Linked DNA regions of Mus musculus: all the other regions are linked to region 1. The links are chromatin contacts, called in public promoter capture Hi-C maps. All regions are on one chromosome and are shown on one strand. The core of a region is the stretch at or near the end of the contact, and the rest is flanking DNA. Distances in the headings are between cores, read along the strand shown. Region 1 holds the start of Slc35e3 (solute carrier family 35, member E3). Region 2 holds the start of Helb (helicase (DNA) B). Region 3 holds the start of Zfc3h1 (zinc finger, C3H1-type containing). Region 4 holds the start of Rab21 (RAB21, member RAS oncogene family).

Region 1 (4,163 bases), core at 1,467-3,966:
GGGGAAAGGTCTCTGCTGCCAAACCTCACACCACCAAAGGTGGGGCGCAGAAACCCAGGTGTTAGGAGAACAGACTCTGTCCCTGAAAGTTGCCCTCTGACTTCTATGTGCACACAGGGACCCGAATGTGCATGCACACACATGTACATGTGCATACAAACAAAATAAGAAAGTGTAAAACATAAACGGTAGAGGGAGCTGGGGCTGCAGCTGAGTGGTGGCTACTTGGCTAGTGTGTGCGAGGTCATGAATTCAACATCAGGACGACAACAGCCATAGAAGAAGGCTCAGAAGCTGTGGGTGTTGTTGAAGTTGTTAGCTGGCTAGGCGAGTTTTAGCTCAGTATACAGTGCTTGCTTAGAAGGCTAACGGGCTGTAGGCCCAATCCTCAGCCCTCCACCCCTCCCCCCAAAATATAGTAACAATGTTTCTGGGACAACCCCAGCAGCAAACAGTAAAGTGTTAGGGTGCAGCTCTGAGCTAACATTCTTAACTAGAATGTCTTTCTTTACTGCCAGCCGATGTTTGTGTGGCAGAGGTAACACTGGTTACAGGTTGGCTCTGATTTCCCCGCAGGCACACCCAGCATTTCCAGACCAAGGTTTCCAGCATAGAGAGGAGACTGTTTCACTGCCCCATACCCTGCTAGACCTCTCCCCACTACACAGGACACAAAAGCCAGCTTGTTGGCAACTTACAGCAGTGAAATGACTCCATGGAAAAAAAATTAACTGATTATTGGCTACAGGCAAGGCCTCCTGCTTGCACAGGAAGCTAAAAGCCTAGAAAACTCTCTACGGACACAGACAAGTTATCAGAGGCCCATGAGCAAGTCGTAACACCAACACTTCTTCTGAGTTTAAAATATGCACATCTGAATTTTTTTCATGTTCAAAAGTTTGGAAGTGTGTGTGTTTCACCCAAGTGACTTTATAATCAAAGAGTAAATGACACATGCGACCGATGAACTTAGGAAGCAAAACCTTACTGCTCATTTTGTGAAGACTTCCAAGAAGTTTGTCCCCAGCTGCGCTTAAGCAGGGGTACCGTGCGCTTACAATTGGACACTTGGTGGGCATCGCACACCTGAGCTGCTGTCTCCTCTGCTCTCGTCACCTCCTCAGTTACGCTTTCTTCTCATGTCTGTTGTCTCTATACTTGTAGTCTCTAAACCTTGGGTTACAGCTTCAAAATTTACAAAGTCTACTAAAAAGGCACAAAAAGAAAAAAAAAAGTTACCAACCACTTGATAAAGGGACGTGACTACCACACCAAGGGCGGCAAACACCATTCCAAGCGAATGAAACTTCACATCGTAATAAGAATTTAGGATTACACCTACAGTAATAGGAATCTGCAAAGACAAAGAGGCAAATGCTGTGAGATTAAATTCAAGAATGATGTCTTACAACACTAAGGAAACATAACAGTGGGGCTGGGGTGGGGGAGCACTGTAAGTTTTCTTTGGGGAAAACTGCCAATCCTTCTCTACAGAGATTCACATACAACTCTACATCTGGAAGAAAATATGAATCCGTGCGTTGTGCTTTGTAAGGAAACAGGACACACATTTACAGGGAATAAAATAATCCCCCAAACCAGTACTTAACACATAAGCATAAACAAGGAAGGAGGAAAGCATTATGACTGGAAAAACGAAAAAACCACTAAGTGCTAATGTTATTTTAACGAATCTCCTTTTATGTAAACACAAGGCACCCCAGCAGTGTGCCACTGAAGGTGTATTCCGAGGTATTTTATGCTAAACCATTTCATGTTTATCACTTCTGGTTCGATTTCCTGGGGATATTCTTTTCTTTCCAGGTTGAGCTTTCGCAGATATCCTGACACACTGAACTGTTCCATTAAGGCAGCTCTCTCCCTCATCAATCCCAGCAGTTAAAGATTTCTATCAGGAACACACCCATTTACTAAATAGCAGCGGAGTGTCGAGATGGCCTTTTCCACCCCTCCCCAAACAAGCTTCTTATAAGGGCCTGGCTCGTGTGTGGAGTAAAGATTATGGGAATGGGCTTCCGTCGTGCCAGGCTATAAGCAAGGTGTATTCAGTTTTCCCGGGGAGAAAGGCAGCCAGGTAGCTGGGCAGGGACAGGCTCGCGCAGCGGCAGCGGCAGCTACTCACCAGCGTGAGCTGTATTCTGACGGAGAATCTCTTCTGGTACCAGAAGGTTTGGATGGCTATGATCACCGGCGTGGTCATGGCCTTGGCCAGCTGATAGGTGCCTATGGTGTTGTTCTGCAGAGAAAGGTTGGTGAAGACCACAAAGCCACAGAAGCTGAGGGCCAGGAGGAGGAGCTTGGAGAGCGGCAGACTTTTGGGGGCAAAGATGTTCAGTTTCTGGCAGATGTACAAGCCCAGCCAGGTGACCACGAAGTGCACCAGGGTCAGGCTCATGTTGGGGAAGCCGTGGTGTACATAGATCCATTTGTTGAGGAACACGATGCAGATGGACACCAGCAGGTTGAACAGGAGCCCGGCGGCGATGCGCCCGTTGCCCCGGACCCGGTCCGCCAGCGATGCCATGATGCCCGCCGGCTGCGGAGCAGCGTCCTCGGCCGAGCCCGGGCTGTCCAGCCTCCCCGCGGGGCGCTCGGACGCTCTCCCGCTGTCCCGGCTCTCCGCCGCCGCGCGCCCGCAGCCGCCCGCTCCACGGTCCGGCCGGAGACAGGCATGCGCCAGCCGGGTCCCGGTCGCTGCGCCGCGAGGTAATAGGCCGCCGCCCTCCGAGCGGGTCCGCCACGGCTCCTCCCAGCCCCGCCCCCGCGCAGCCACGTGATTCCGCCGCGCAGGCGCGCTCGGCGCTCCGCTGGGTTGCTTAACTCGGCTGGAGGGAAGCCCTTGGCTCCCAGGGAAGATTAGTTTCTGTGGCCGATTCCCCGACTTACTGGGAGGCGCAGATTCCCCGCCAGTTTTACTCTCCACGTTGCTGAGCTGTTTTAATCCTCTGAAGGGGGGCAGAGCATTACTTACTGAAAGCATATTTTAAAATATCTTTAAAAGTCTAAACAGGCCGGGCGGTGGTGGCGCACGCCTTTAATTCCAGCACTCAGGAGGCAGAGGCAGGCGGATTTCTGAGTTCGAGGCCAGCCTGGTCTACAGAGTGAGTTCCAGGACAGCCAGGGCTATACAGAGAAACCCTGTCTCGAAAAACCAAAAATAACCGTCTAAACAGGTAAGAGTGGATGGACAACTAACTGTCGTCTACTGTAGATTTAAACATATTTTGGCGTATTTGCCTCGAAAAACTTTAAACCACAGAATTTTTTACCCACGAAGTTTTTTTTTTTTTTTAGTAAAACCTAAGAAGCAAGTACATTTACCTGTATGCCCAAGATATTAATTGCACTTCTAAGAGGCATATTATAGTAGCAAGCATGCAGTCCAGTTTCAAAGTTACAGAGCTGGAGAGGAAGTGAAAAATTATATATTTTTGGTTTTGTTTTTCGAGGCCGAGAACTCATTCAGGCTAGACTCGATCTCAATATTCACTTTTATTCACACTGTTACAATATGAGAGTGGTATTTCTCATCTGCAAACGTCAAATACCAACTCAAAGTCTGTCCACACTGATTGAAAACGTGGACCCCCCACTTTTACAATGTTACAGGGATTAAATAGAGCAGACTTGGAAGTCTCTACAGAGCTAAGGATGACACAGAACGGATCTCCCTGCTTCCACCCATTGAAGTGTCACATGCCTTGCAACTAATGTGTAGTTTTAAGTTTTGGACACTATTTCATAGGTTTTTATGATCTGTTTGCTTATGTCTCTGCCCGTTTTCTCCAGGATACCGTTTTTTTCTAATTGGCACTGAAAAGAAGGTCTTTGCATCAGAGGCACAAGAGACTCTTTGATGAATTTTCCACAGTTAATTACGTGTGTGTGTGTGTGTGTGTGTGTGTGTGTGTGTGTGTGTGTGTGTGTGTGTGTATGGGTGCCTGTGTGACGGTCAGAGGATAACTCGGAGTCAGTTCTCTCCGTCCACCAGATGGACTGAATTCATGCTGTAGGGTTTGGGAAGCAAGCACCTTTACCAGATGCCGTCATATCAGCTACGTTCCTCTTTCGTACCGCATTTTTTTTAGAGAATTGCCCGTTTACTTAGATGTCTTGTCTTAGTTGGGGAGGAAAGGGTTTGT
Region 2 (4,166 bases), core at 1,659-4,158, 2.4 Mb after region 1:
AAGGTTATTTTCCCTTGAACCATGTTCATAGCTATCCCTGACCACATGTGGCCTGCAGGCTATGAGAAAATTTGTGTCCTCGCTCTTAAATGCTTATAAGAAATAGTTGGGCCTTTTTTTTCTCCATAATCTAAGATAATAATAATATAAGAAGAAGGTGTGGGGATGAGACCCAAGCCTAAATATACAACCCATTTACTTTTCATAGGCACCTTAAACACAGAGGCTGAAAATAACACTGTAAAAAGATTTTAATAATTTGTGAGCCAGGCGTGGTGGCGCACACCTTTAATCCCAGCACTCGGGAGGCAGAGGCAGGTGGATTTCTGAGTTCGAGGCCAGCCTGGTCTACAGAGTAAGTTCCAGGACAGCCAGGGCTATACAGAGAAACCCTGTCTCGAAAAACCAAAAAAAGAAAATAATAATTTTGTGAATGAGACAGAGTTCATGCCCATGGATCAGAAAATGTCACCTGTAGTATAAAAGCTACTAACTTACTTTAAACTGTTAAAAAAATAACAGTTTTAGCCAGGCAGGGTGGTGCACGCCTTCAATCCCAACACTTCTGAGGCAGAGGCAGACGGATTTCTGAGTTCGAGGCCAGCCTGGTCTACCATGTCCATGGTCAAAAAGTTTTACCTCATAGAGCATTTCAGAGTTTCTGATTAGAGATGCTCAATTTATCCGTGGAAGGTACAGCAAAATTAACAGTTGAAGCACTCCAGTCCCTGAATGTCTGGCTGACACCAAAACTCACCAATAGAAATAGTACTTACATGATTTTTCCACTCTCATCTCCTCACCCTGCTGCTCCCTTGGTGTAGACAGCTTTTTATCTTTCTTTTCGGTTTCTCTGTAGAAAAGCCTTAATGTTTCCCAAAGATTTTCAAAGTGTAGATTTTCAAAGCTTGACACTTTTTCTACCCATTTTAAAAATTCCTGTATGCGCTCAGAGGCTAAGTTGCATTCTTTAAGAAAAAGCGAACAGATTTGTTTTTGATCTGGTGGCGACATATCAACCTGTAGAAAGTATGCCGGAAAGCCTTGAACTTGATAGCTCCTGGATCGCTGGGGTTTCAGGACCTGGACCTTCACGCGCCACCACGGACCTTTGAGTGGGAAACGTCCGTACACGGTACATTTCTCTTTAGTATACTCATCAGGGATAGACACTAAATGAGAAGGGGAGATAACAGGAAATTTGTTATGATTTCCCTCGACATTTACCTCACTCTGATCCCCTCACACATACACACAGGCAGCACCCATACAGACATCTACCCGCTACCTGGAACACCTCACTCTGACTGACTCTGTCTACAACAGAATGCTGCTCCATCTGGGTGTTGCTGAAGTAGGCACAATTCAAGCCATGAATCTGATTCTTCTAAATCCAGTCTCCCTATTACCGCCGCCTTAGCCAGTATCAGCCTTTATGTAGGTCTTAAAGAATTTTCCATGGTGCCTCCCTCTGCATGAAGTTACTCAGAGGTACATGCTGCTCCTGGCCAGTTCCTACAGTTACCACAGAGCTCAGCTCAGCGGACTTCTTTAGCAAAGCCGTGTCTGCATCTCATGAATGTCACTTCTCCAAGTGCTGTCTGGTACTAAGTACTAAGTTGGGGTTACTTCTCTGATTAAAGAATGTCTGCCTAGGTGCTATAGACATGATGGCTCAGCCAAGAGCACTGGCTGCTCTGCCAGAGGTCCTGAATTCAATTCCCAGCAACCACATGGTGGTTCGCAATCATCTATAATGGGATCTGATGCCCTCTTCTGGTATGCAGGTATAGATGCAGATAGAGCACTCATGTACACAAAATAAATAAATCTCAAAAAAAAAAAAAAACCAAAATGGCTGCTTAATTCACAAGTAGTATTTCCACTGAGACAGCAACTTCGCCATTTTCTCTCCCTGGCCTGTCCCAGTAGCAAATGCTTGGCCAGGATAGCCAGTTACACTTCCATCAACATGTAATCCTTTCTATTTAATTTCAAACACAGCCAAAGTTGTGTTTAAATTGCCAATGGTCAGTTGCCACACATGGTCCTGGTCAGCAGCTATTACTGTACTAGACCATGAAAATACAATGTGTGTGTGTGTGTGTGTGTGTATGAACATGTATGTGTGAATGTGTGGGCATGTATATGTATGTGTAAGTGTATGTGTGTAAATGTGTATGAGTGTGTTTATGTATGTGTGTATGTATATGTGTAAATCTGTGTGTATGTGAGTGTGTGTGTGTGTGTGTGTGTGGCCGTGTGTTTCCGCGCGCTTGCTCTTTTTCTCAAAGTTGCTTAACAGCAACTCCGTCTCTTATTCAGCCAGCGTGGTACAATAATTAAAGGATTCTGTTTCTGGGTGGGAATGAGGGTGCATCTATTTCCTCGACTGTAAAACTACCCCCAACTGTTAACTTTAAGCGAGACGATATATGAAAAAACCAAGCTTAACACAGTATGTGCTCTGAGTCATTACGACTATTACTACCACATCTAAGTACGGTGAAGCAGCCAGTCACACCACAGGTCTGTCTGTCAACAGTCAAGGACGCTGGGTGCCGGGCAGTGAGAATCGAAAATACTTCTTTGACCCCTGCCAACCCGGCCCGGCTGGCGCTGGCTCACCTCGCGCGCGCCCAGGGAGGCTGCCCGCCTTGATGCCCCCGCTGCAGAGTTCCTCGGCATCCACAAACTCCTCCTCCTGCTCCCCCTCCTCCTCCTGCGCACAATCCTCCTCCTCGTCGTCGCTCTTGTACGGGTGCAGAGGGCCCAGGAGCTCGCGCAGACGATCCTGCCTAGCCATTATCTCTTCGGCGAACTTGGCTCAAAACAACTCTACAAAACCTGGCGCGCGGTGTCCAAAACTGCAACCAATCAACTCGACCCGGGTAAGCCGGTCAGCTTCCGGGAACATCCAGGAGGCGGGCGGTATGGGGGCGTGGTCTGAGCGATGCTCCGCCCCAAAGGAGGAGACTGGTGACAGGCGGGACCAGCAGGCTGGGAGGTACCACGGCGGGCTGGCTGCTGACAGTTTCAGAACTGCTCTTTTTAGAGGTGCTGGGCGTTTCCTGCGGAGAAGGAGACGTGGTGAAAGGTCACGACTCTTGGGCGCAGAGAACCCCGGGAAAGCAGGGCATCCTCTGCCCGCTCTCTTAAAAAGAACACAGCAGAGGCCTCTAAAGACCTTGGGGCACTACCCAAAAGAGTGAATCTCCAATCCGGAGAGCGTGGTGGCGACGGCTAGGTGCCTCCTTACACGTAAAAGCGCCGCGGAGAAGTTGAATTTACATCATGTAGGGAGGGCATTTATCCAAGTAGATAACTAGGTCCCTTTGTATATATCCTCTGCATTGGGAGTTAAAGTTGTGATGTACTTTCTCATTTTTAATGCATGACCTGGGTTGTCCATTTTTATGCTTTTCCCGCTTTGGAAACCACTGGCTTTCTTTCCCGTTTATATACTACTCTCCTCGACTTCTTTTTGTTTTGTTTTGTTTTGTTTTGTTTTGTTTTGTTTTGTTTTGTTGTTTTTTCGAGATAGGGTTTCTCTGTGTAGCCCTGGCTGACCTGGAACACACTCTAGGTCCACCGCCCTAGTTCCTGTTTTCAGTAAAGCAAAAGGTGGGGACTTGTAGCCCAGAGAATATGCAGACTTGAGATAGAAAAAAAAAGAACAGCCGGGCTTGGTGGCGCATGCCTTTAATCCCAGCACTAGGGAGGCAGAGGCAGGCAGATTTCTGAGTTCGAGGCCAGCCTGGTCTACAAAGTGAGTTCCAGGACAGCCAGGGCTATACAGAGAAACCCTGTCTCGAAAGAAAAAAAGAAGAAAAGAAAAAAAAAAGAACAAAAGCTGAATACTGCGGCCGCGGTTCTCTAGATGGATAGTGTTTAAAAGTCGCGGTGCCCTTTAAGGGGCGCTATAAAATACTATTTTACTTTAAGGTTATTGTTTATTATGTAATTATCCTAACGTTAATCCTAAAAACTATGTTTTTATTAAACCCCAAAGCTGTGTTGCTGGTTTCTAATAAAGGCATTTGTCATACCCAAATGTCACGTGCATAGGATCAACCATAACGAATACGCACAGGCATCTTTCTTTTAGATTCCTTTTTTTTTCATGTGCGTGAGGTTTTTTTTTTTTTTTTTTTTTTTTGCTAGCA
Region 3 (4,287 bases), core at 1,199-3,698, 2.4 Mb before region 1:
TTATACCTTGGACTTAGGGGCTAGACTCCTCCCTTTCATGGTCCACATCTGATTAAGTCCAGTAAATTCTCCTTAAATATTTCCCCAAATCTGTCCACTTCTCTTCAGCTTTACTGCCAACAGCATCTTATTCTGGACCCCTGAATGGATTCCTCATATTTATTTACACATTCTTTTGAGATAGGCTCTATGTAGCTCAGGCTGGCCTCTTCTTCCTCTGGTCTGGGGTCACAGACATGTACAAACACACCAGGCTTGGTTGGGCTCCCTTTGTTACAGCTCACTCAGCTCCCCTCTTCCAGTGCTCCTGTACCCCTGTACCCACAATGACGGATGCATCAGTGTTTATTTCAGTTGACATGTAACGTAATTTCCCCATGAAGGAAACAGCAGATAGATTTAACATTCTATAAGGCTTCCTTCTCATCAAATTCCTCTCTGGCGATGTGCAACTGGCACTTTAAGTATCACTCTTAACTCTCTGCAGCAGCCAGAAGGCTTTTTATTATGTAAATCTAACCGTGCCCGTCTTTTCATAGTCATGGGGCTTCTTCAAGTACTCTTGGAACAAAGTAGAAAACGCTTTAATATAGAAGACCAAATCTCTGTCATCCTTTGGTGTCATCTGACATGTCACCTCTTTTGTGAAGTGTCCTTTGACTTTCTGAGGCTAAATTAGGTCTCTCTGAAAGTCTTTTCTGTGGCACTCAACAGAAATTATGCCGCACTCCTCTATTCAATTCTAAAGTCCCCGAGGGTAAGAACTATCTACATCATTAGCATAATGTCCGGCAATTAGGGACCCAGTGTACATTAGCTGTAAGAACGAATAAAGCACTACATTTGCATGAAATACTTTAAAAACAAACATCAGAGGGATTTTGAAAGTGGCAGCTTTTAGTTAGGGGATGCACGTAGTAACAGTGAGGTAGGAAAAAGAGCAAAGATATTTCTAAGATCACAAGGTATAATGGTACAGCATATAAAATCAGAACTGTTTTCAGTTTAGTTTTCAGTATTTCTTTTCTTCAGGCAGTTGGCAGTTCTAGAAGGAAAGGTGACCATTTACTGAGTGCCGCCTATTATATTCAAGTCGGTGTTCACATGCTTTGGAGTTTGACTTAACAGAATTAAAGACATGACTGTACGTTCAACCTGTGTGTGAGTGCGTGATTCTGTTCAAGAGAGAGTTTCTATTTGCTCTTTGATAAACATTGCTTAATTAGATTGACTCAGTTACCATGTGTGACTATTAGAAATGTTTCCCACGTCAATTCCAGTAGTGAAAATTGCCTAATCTTAACTCGAACTCAGCAGGCTTCTAAAGTGATTTGTTGGTTTGAACCCTTATGGCGTCATTCTTCTTAAGGCATGGTCTAAGATATAAAAAATAAAAGAGTAGAAAATAAAGGTATACTCATCACTTTTTAATGCAAGGCATAGTAACTCGGGTTTCTTTTTCTTTTCTTCCTTTCTTTCTTTTTTTTTTTTCAAATTTGGTAAACTTTCCTCGGAAAAGGAGCAAATGTTTCCAGATGTGCGGACCCACACACAAAGGACAAGAGCGAGGCTCCCCTTGCTCTTCGCAGCTGGGCAAGTGACCAAAGTCAGAGGACCTTGTTCTTCTGACACGACCGAGACTCAAGACTGCCTAGGCTCCCGTTTCCGTCACCCCGCTCCCCTCCCAGGTTTACCTGTGGAAGCTGATGTTAATGTGCTTGTTGTAGGTAGCAGCACAGCCCGCCGCGGCGCAATTGGTCGGCATTTCCCCGGGCCCCTCATTCGGCGCCACCTTACGCCACTTCGGAGGCGCTGCCCGCTAAGCAAGCTTCTGTCAAACGCTAGACAAACGAGGCAGGCGACCCCGCGCCGCCAGCTCGGTGCAGAGCGCGGGGAGGGCAGAGGGGCGTGCACAGTACCGGGGTGGGAGGGAGGGCCCACTCTCCTGTCTCTTTATTAATATGGCGGGCTTAGGCCTGCAGAGCCAACGTGCCGGAGCTCCGGGCGCAGACAGTCGCCTTCACCAACATGGCGGCCACACCCGCTCCCCGCCCTCCCCTACCTCCCGGGGTCCCAAAGAGACTAGGTCCAGCGTCTCAGACGGGGGCCCCCTAGCAATGAATGAGAAGATGGCAGATGTCTTCCCCACCGACTAATGACTCTGAAACTCAGGTCTGCGGCTGAAAGAGCATGTCCGCAACCCAGACACTAACCCCTTCCTTCCCCGCCTGCCACCTCGGACGGGATGCTAGGGGACAGTTAAGACTGCAGGGACACAAGGGCGAAGCCTGGAGCAAGAGGAGACTACAAATCCCAGCCAGCACCGCGGCGGACATGGGGGTGGGCGCTTCCTGTCTCGCAAGACTCGGAGGGTCGCCTTCCGGCGTGCCGCAGGAAATGACGCTCGGGACCCGGCCTCCTTCTACAGAGGCTTTCTCGCGAGGCGGAAGAGCAGCAAGGGGGCGCTAGGAGAGGGAACTGGCGAGCGACGGTCCGACGAGCGAGAGAGAGCGATCTGGGGTGCGGGGAAGTTGGGGAGCAGAACCTGCCGGGCGTCCGAGCACGGGAAAGGCCGCGCCCGCCGGGTCCGTTAGGACAGAGGGCGGAGGAGGAAGGGGAAGGCAGGCGGCGGTCGGGCGGTCCCCGGCCGGAGGGCTTCAGGTCGTGTGGCCAGCGCTGCACTCCGGATGGCGGCCGCCGCCGATCCTTCGACCCCGGCCTCTAGCGGCCTCTCGCCGAAGGAAGAAGGGGAGCTCGAAGACGGGGAGATCAGCGACGACGACAACAGCCGGAGCCGGAGCAGCAGCAGCAGCAGCAGCGGCGGCGGGCTGTTACCGTACCCGCGGCGGCGGCCTCCTCCCCCGGCCCGGGGCGGTGGATCCGGGGGAGGCGGCGGCGGCTCCTCGTCCTCCTCGTCGTCCTCCCAGCAGCAGCTGAGGAATTTCTCACGCTCACGGCACCCGGCCGAGCGGGGCCAGCTCAGGGGACCCAGCAGCTACCGACCCAAAGAACCGTTCCGGACTCACCCGCCCCCAGGGCGGATGCCGTCGGGGTCCCTGTCGGAAAGCAGCCCCCGGCCGTCCTTCTGGGAGCGGAGCCACATCGCCCTGGACCGTTTCCGCTTTCGAGGCAGCAGGCCTTACCGGGGTGGGAGTCGCTGGAGTCGGGGGCGAGGAGTGGGGGAGCGAGGAGGCAAGCCGGGGTGCAGACCTCCTGGAGGAGGAGGATCAGGAGGAGCGGGATCCGGATTCGGCAGCAGCCAGAGCTGGCGAGAACCCTCTCCACCCCGCAAGAGCTGTATCCTTAACGTGGCGGTCCGCCCTGGGTGTGTCGCCGGAGCTCCCTTTGGCGTCATGGCTAGGTCCCGGAGTTTTTTAACTTTTCAGAACCACTCATTTCTCTCCCCCGTTCGTCGGCGGTTGTCACGGGCCGCACTCCACCGCTATTTTCGTAGGCTGTTTGACTGAATGGGTGCCTTTTGCTTTTGGATAGGACTGTGTCATGGATTCGGGTCAGCTAGGGAAATGAAATACAGTCTGGGTTTTTAAACAGGACACCAACAGCCCAAGTTTTGTTTGTCTATTTGTTTGTTTGTTTCTTTTTTGCAAGCCCTGGGATTTCGTATTTAACAGGAAATCGACTTAGATTATTAAGGAAAAGAAGTACTCAAACATCTGGAGGAATACTGTTACTTTTATTACGTCCTGACTTTAGAGTTCGTAAAGTTTTCCTCTGTAATTCTTACTGTTCTTGTGATTTTTTTTTTCTTAAATTTGTAGTTATTCATCCCCGTTGCTGCCCTTTGTTTTCTGTGTTTGTGTGTGTGTGTGCACGCGCGTGTGCAGATCCTTTATTTTTACCAGTTTTACAATTCAGCTCTTTTAAATTCATAAGTAGTTTGGAAAGCTATATGCATTAAGTTCACTCTCCTATGTTGGCTTTTTGGCTTTATAACTTTTTGTGTTGCTGACATGTAGGTCAGAGAAAGATAAACTTCCCAGCACTTTAAGCTTAGTGTGTTAGAAAAGGAGAGATGGATAGGGAGGGTATGGGCTAGTGGAGAAGAAATGTCCTAATTTCTGCACCCTCTCACCTTATTCTCAGTTATCTTTAACATTACTAAGTTTACTCGGGATTTATGCTAAGAAATTGTCAAAAGCTTTCCTGTTTTTATGAGTTTATATGTCCTGACTTCTACTTTTTAAAATAATTTACTAAGCACTCTCATTACTGGCTATAATTCCCATGATGTGATGACTGTTTAATATATTTTCTATAAAATGTACG
Region 4 (3,974 bases), core at 797-3,296, 2.4 Mb before region 1:
AATTGTTTTGTGTGTTCTTTTGAGACAGGGTCTCACTGGGTAGCACTAGCTGGTCTGGAACTTATTCTGCAGATCAAGTTGGCCTCCAACTCAAGAGATCTGCTTGCTCTGCCTCCCGAGTCCTGGGGTTCAGGACAGACAGGTGCCGCCACCGCTGGACTCCACAGTGCCATTTTTAGGCTGAAGAGCTAAATTAATTTTCCAGTTAAGCTTTCAACTGCAAGACCTTTTTCTTTCCTCTTCCAGTGTAGAACAAAGAGAAGTGTGAAATGGGTTGTTTATTAATCTCCAGAGGCGGTGAACCATACCGACTCAAATCTAGCCAGGCCTGAGCAAGCGCGGGCTCCGCCATACTGTTTATGTGGGCATTATCACCTGACATTTCTTTCGGTGTTAGGCTTTATAAGGGATTGAAAACAGGTGTAAAAATAGGGACGGGATCAGAACTGGAGCATCCTTGCACACTCTACACTCAGTTGTTAAATAATTGCACCCGACATCAAATGTCACACTCATTAGCTTATGCATTCCAGTAGCATCTGTGTTAATTAAGATCTATTGTCAAGTCTGAGGGGTAATAAGTGTTTATCCCCCACTTCAGGTGCTAAGTGCGTTTCCTTATTTACCTTGACAACTCTGTGCACTAGATATAATCATTATGAGTACAGTAGCAGTAGAAACCCAGGGATGCACGGTTAAGCAATTTACCTAAGATCACGGGGCTATGGAAATAAATGGGGGTAGGATATGGATCCAGACGCCCAAACTCAAGATCACTAGCTTTTTTAGCCTCTGGACAGTCTGATCAAGACATGTTAATAGATAAATTCCTTCGAACACATGCAAACTGATTTTTTTTTTTAAGGAGACCAGGGAGATCGCAGATCCTTCAATGGCCTGGTTTCACTTTCAATTACATTGTAACACTTCCACACTTCCAATGGAACTGTAGAAGAAAGCCAGCGTTTTATGGCCTGACAGTAAAGAAAACGTGTAGCAGCAGTGCCTAGATTTTTTTTTTTTAGTTTGAAGACCGATTGCTGGCCACTACGCAACACGATGTTTCAACGCGGATAAGATCAAACCCCAAAGAATAAGGAAGCCACACGTCCGGACACAAGAAGGCTGCAAAGAAACGGGGTAACCGACAAGCAGCAAACAGTCGTTTAAAACAAAAACAAAAAAACCCTCCAACGACGGGTGTTTTACCACTCCATTTACTTTGAAAGCAGGACAAAATGGAACTTGCATAAACACTTAGTCATCAGTACGCTCTGGAAGTTACAAACCACCTCGTTCGCAAATTCTAATCCGTATCCGAGTTCCTACTTGGCGAAGAAAGAAGAAGGGCTGATGGTCTCGGAGACCACAGAGTGAAAACACCTGGTGTCCCCAGCCGAAGCCCATCAGAGGGGAAAACCAGCACGCAGACCGGGGGACTCCCCGACCTGCGCAGCCTCCACCGGCAACTGGGGACTTTTCCGGGTCCTCTCCCTCCCCACTGTGGGTCTTGACATCTACCGTGTGCTGAGGCCCGCGGGTCCCCAAAGCGATTGCAAAAGGCAATGGGAAGGCAGGGAAGGGGGTTTGACAGGCCAGAGGCAGAGGAGCGGGCGCGGGTCCCCAGCCCGGCTCCCCGGGGTCTGCACCTGCAGGGTGGTGATGTGCTTGTCGTTGAACTTGTTCTCGCAGTAGCGCAGCACCAGCGACGTCTTCCCCACGCAGCCTTCCCCGAGCAGCACCACCTTGAAGGAGTAGGCTCGGCCCGCCGCCGCCGCCGCCCCGCCGCCGGCCGCAGCCATCCCGCCGCCGCTACCCCGCCGCCCGAGCCCAGCGCCGCGCCGAACCCCGCACCGCCGCCGCCGGGGCGCCCGCTCCTCCCGGGCCCGGCTCTTTCACGCCCCGCCGAGCCCGGTGCTCGCCGCGTCCTTCCGCGGGCGAGGCCTGCGAGGGCCGAGAGAAAGTCCCAGAATGAAGGGCCCCGGCCACCACGTCAGGGACCCGAGGCTAGGGGAGAGCTGCCTCTCCTCCCTCTAATGGCGTCTCCTTCCTCCTACGTCACACCCCTCGTCACGTGACCGCGGTGGGCGGAGTCGGCGGCGGGCGAGCCTGGGCCTGTTTCCGCGTCCGCACGAACCGGCTCAGCATCCCGGGAATCCTGCGGTGGGAAGGAGCTGATCTTTGCGATCTGACCCCACTCTGATGGAATAGAATACAGGACATGATCGCCCGGCCCGAGGAATGGTCCCAAAGCGGATAGCCATCACACCAGGGGTCATCACACGCAAAGTCCGGCCAAGGTGCCCTTGAGTCTCTTTCTCTGGGCGCACAAATCCGGGCTCATGAACTTTACAGTTCGTCCACACGGCCAGGTCCTCGAGTCATCGTCCAGGTCTCAGCTTAAACCGGAAAGGCTTCCCTGACCACCCAGACCTTCCCACATCCTTCCATCCCTCTTACTCACTTCCTCACCGAGATATTTCCTAACAATGGTGCGCCTTCTTTATCGCTGCTTGCCACACTCGGTGGAATTCCGATTCGGTTGTAGGTTTAAGAGCAAGGATTGCAGAAGACTTAACTTCTCTCCGTTTCCAGCCCTAAAAGCCCAGGCTAAGAATAAATGCGGTCCCATCATCAGTCATCACTCCTGGTTCCCCAGGATTTCTGTCTATGCTGAGTCCACTTTGATGGGTCTGGTTTATTGGACGATTGCTTATTTTTTCTTCCTGTGTTTCCATTTTATTTCATGAAATACACTTTCCAAGAAAGCAACCTGGTATTTCTGAAATTTTGTAGTTTGGTGTCACTTAAAATAAACTTTCATCTCATCAGACTAATTTTACACTTCAACTTAAAGGCAGCTCATTCGTTCATTCAACGAGGGCGTGAATGTAGCCAATGCTTGCCATTCTCTGTGTCGCATTAGATACAATGTCTCTGTCCTCAGAGAGCTTACATTTTTAACCAAGGAAACAACGCATGCGCAATTTACACACTGCATGCTTTTTAAGGAGAAGCAATTCAGAATGTTTTACAAAGATACATGGGAAGCTAGCTGAGTTAGCGTCCTAGAAGAGCTTCCTGGAGAAAGCTGCCTTTTGTTAGGAGTATCTTCGGCAAAAAGGAGAGCCGTGAAGTAGAAAGGAGCATCCGACATTGACGTGTGACAAGAAGTCAGACAAGAAATCAGAGACATTACCTTTAAGTTCAAGGCCAGCCTCTTTTGAATTGTGAGCTCTAAGCTAATTGGAGCTACATAGCAAGACACCATTTCAGTAATAATAATAATGATAATATTTACAATAATAATGCAAATAGGAAAAGAATTTGTGATGTAACTTGCAAGGTATCAATTCAAAAACAGTCTTTAACCTGGTACAGAATGTTATCGGGTCCTTTTACAAAATTATAATTAGAAAATTGGACAAGGCTAAAATTACGTATGTCTCTCTAGAATCAATCATTTATAAGATTATCTTGTCAATTATTTTTATAAATGAGATTATATTATCTACTCCTTATGCTGCGTAGTCTTACATCAATTTGACATACAAACTAGAGTTATCTGAAAGGAGGGAACGAACCTCAAATGAGAAAATGCCACCATAAGATCCGGCTGTAAGGCATCTTCTCAATTAGTGGTCAAGGGGGTGGGCCCAGCCCATTGTGGGTGGGGCCATCCCTGGGCTGGTGGTCCTGGGTTCTATAAGAAAGCAGGCTGAGCAAGCCATGGGGAGCGAGCAAGTAAGCAGCACCTGTCCATGGTCTCTGCATCAGCTCCTGCCCCCAGGTTCCTGCCCTGTTTAAGTTCCTGTCCTGACTTCCTTCAATGATGAACAGTGATGTGAGAATGTAAGTCAAATAAATCCTTTCTCCCCAACTTGCTTTCTGTTCATGGTGTTTCAGTGCTGCAATTAAAACCCGAATGAAGACACTCCTCTCTATACCTACCACGAGGACTTTACACAATCATT

Evidence for each region. Promoter capture Hi-C pulls out the DNA fragments that hold promoters and counts their contacts.
Region 2: a contact with region 1 is called in a promoter capture Hi-C map of embryonic stem cells, with 2.8 times the contacts expected there. The contact joins the promoter of Helb here to the promoter of Slc35e3 in region 1. A contact is called at or near these places in 4 of 39 promoter capture datasets (embryonic stem cells, hippocampal neurons, liver and 1 more).
Region 3: a contact with region 1 is called in a promoter capture Hi-C map of liver, with 2.8 times the contacts expected there. The contact joins the promoter of Zfc3h1 here to the promoter of Slc35e3 in region 1. A contact is called at or near these places in 2 of 39 promoter capture datasets (both in liver).
Region 4: a contact with region 1 is called in a promoter capture Hi-C map of liver, with 4 times the contacts expected there. The contact joins the promoter of Rab21 here to the promoter of Slc35e3 in region 1. A contact is called at or near these places in 2 of 39 promoter capture datasets (both in liver).

The regions. Positions count from the first base shown.
Region 1 is chr10:117,743,642-117,747,804 of GRCm38.p6, forward strand. Slc35e3 (solute carrier family 35, member E3) reads right to left here and starts at 2,717. Exons shown (of 5, transcript NM_029875.2): 1 at 2,144-2,717; 2 at 1,244-1,354. The coding sequence starts at 2,545.
Region 2 is chr10:120,110,057-120,114,222 of GRCm38.p6, forward strand. Helb (helicase (DNA) B) reads right to left here and starts at 2,909. Exons shown (of 13, transcript NM_080446.2): 1 at 2,629-2,909; 2 at 777-1,172. The coding sequence starts at 2,806.
Region 3 is chr10:115,382,511-115,386,797 of GRCm38.p6, forward strand. It overlaps Zfc3h1 (zinc finger, C3H1-type containing), which reads left to right and starts at 2,449. Exons shown (of 35, transcript NM_001033261.2): 1 at 2,449-3,297. The coding sequence starts at 2,688. It overlaps Thap2 (THAP domain containing, apoptosis associated protein 2), which reads right to left and starts at 1,925. Exons shown (of 3, transcript NM_025780.4): 1 at 1,695-1,925. The coding sequence starts at 1,765.
Region 4 is chr10:115,313,545-115,317,518 of GRCm38.p6, forward strand. It overlaps Rab21 (RAB21, member RAS oncogene family), which reads right to left and starts at 2,047. Exons shown (of 7, transcript NM_024454.1): 1 at 1,650-2,047. The coding sequence starts at 1,802.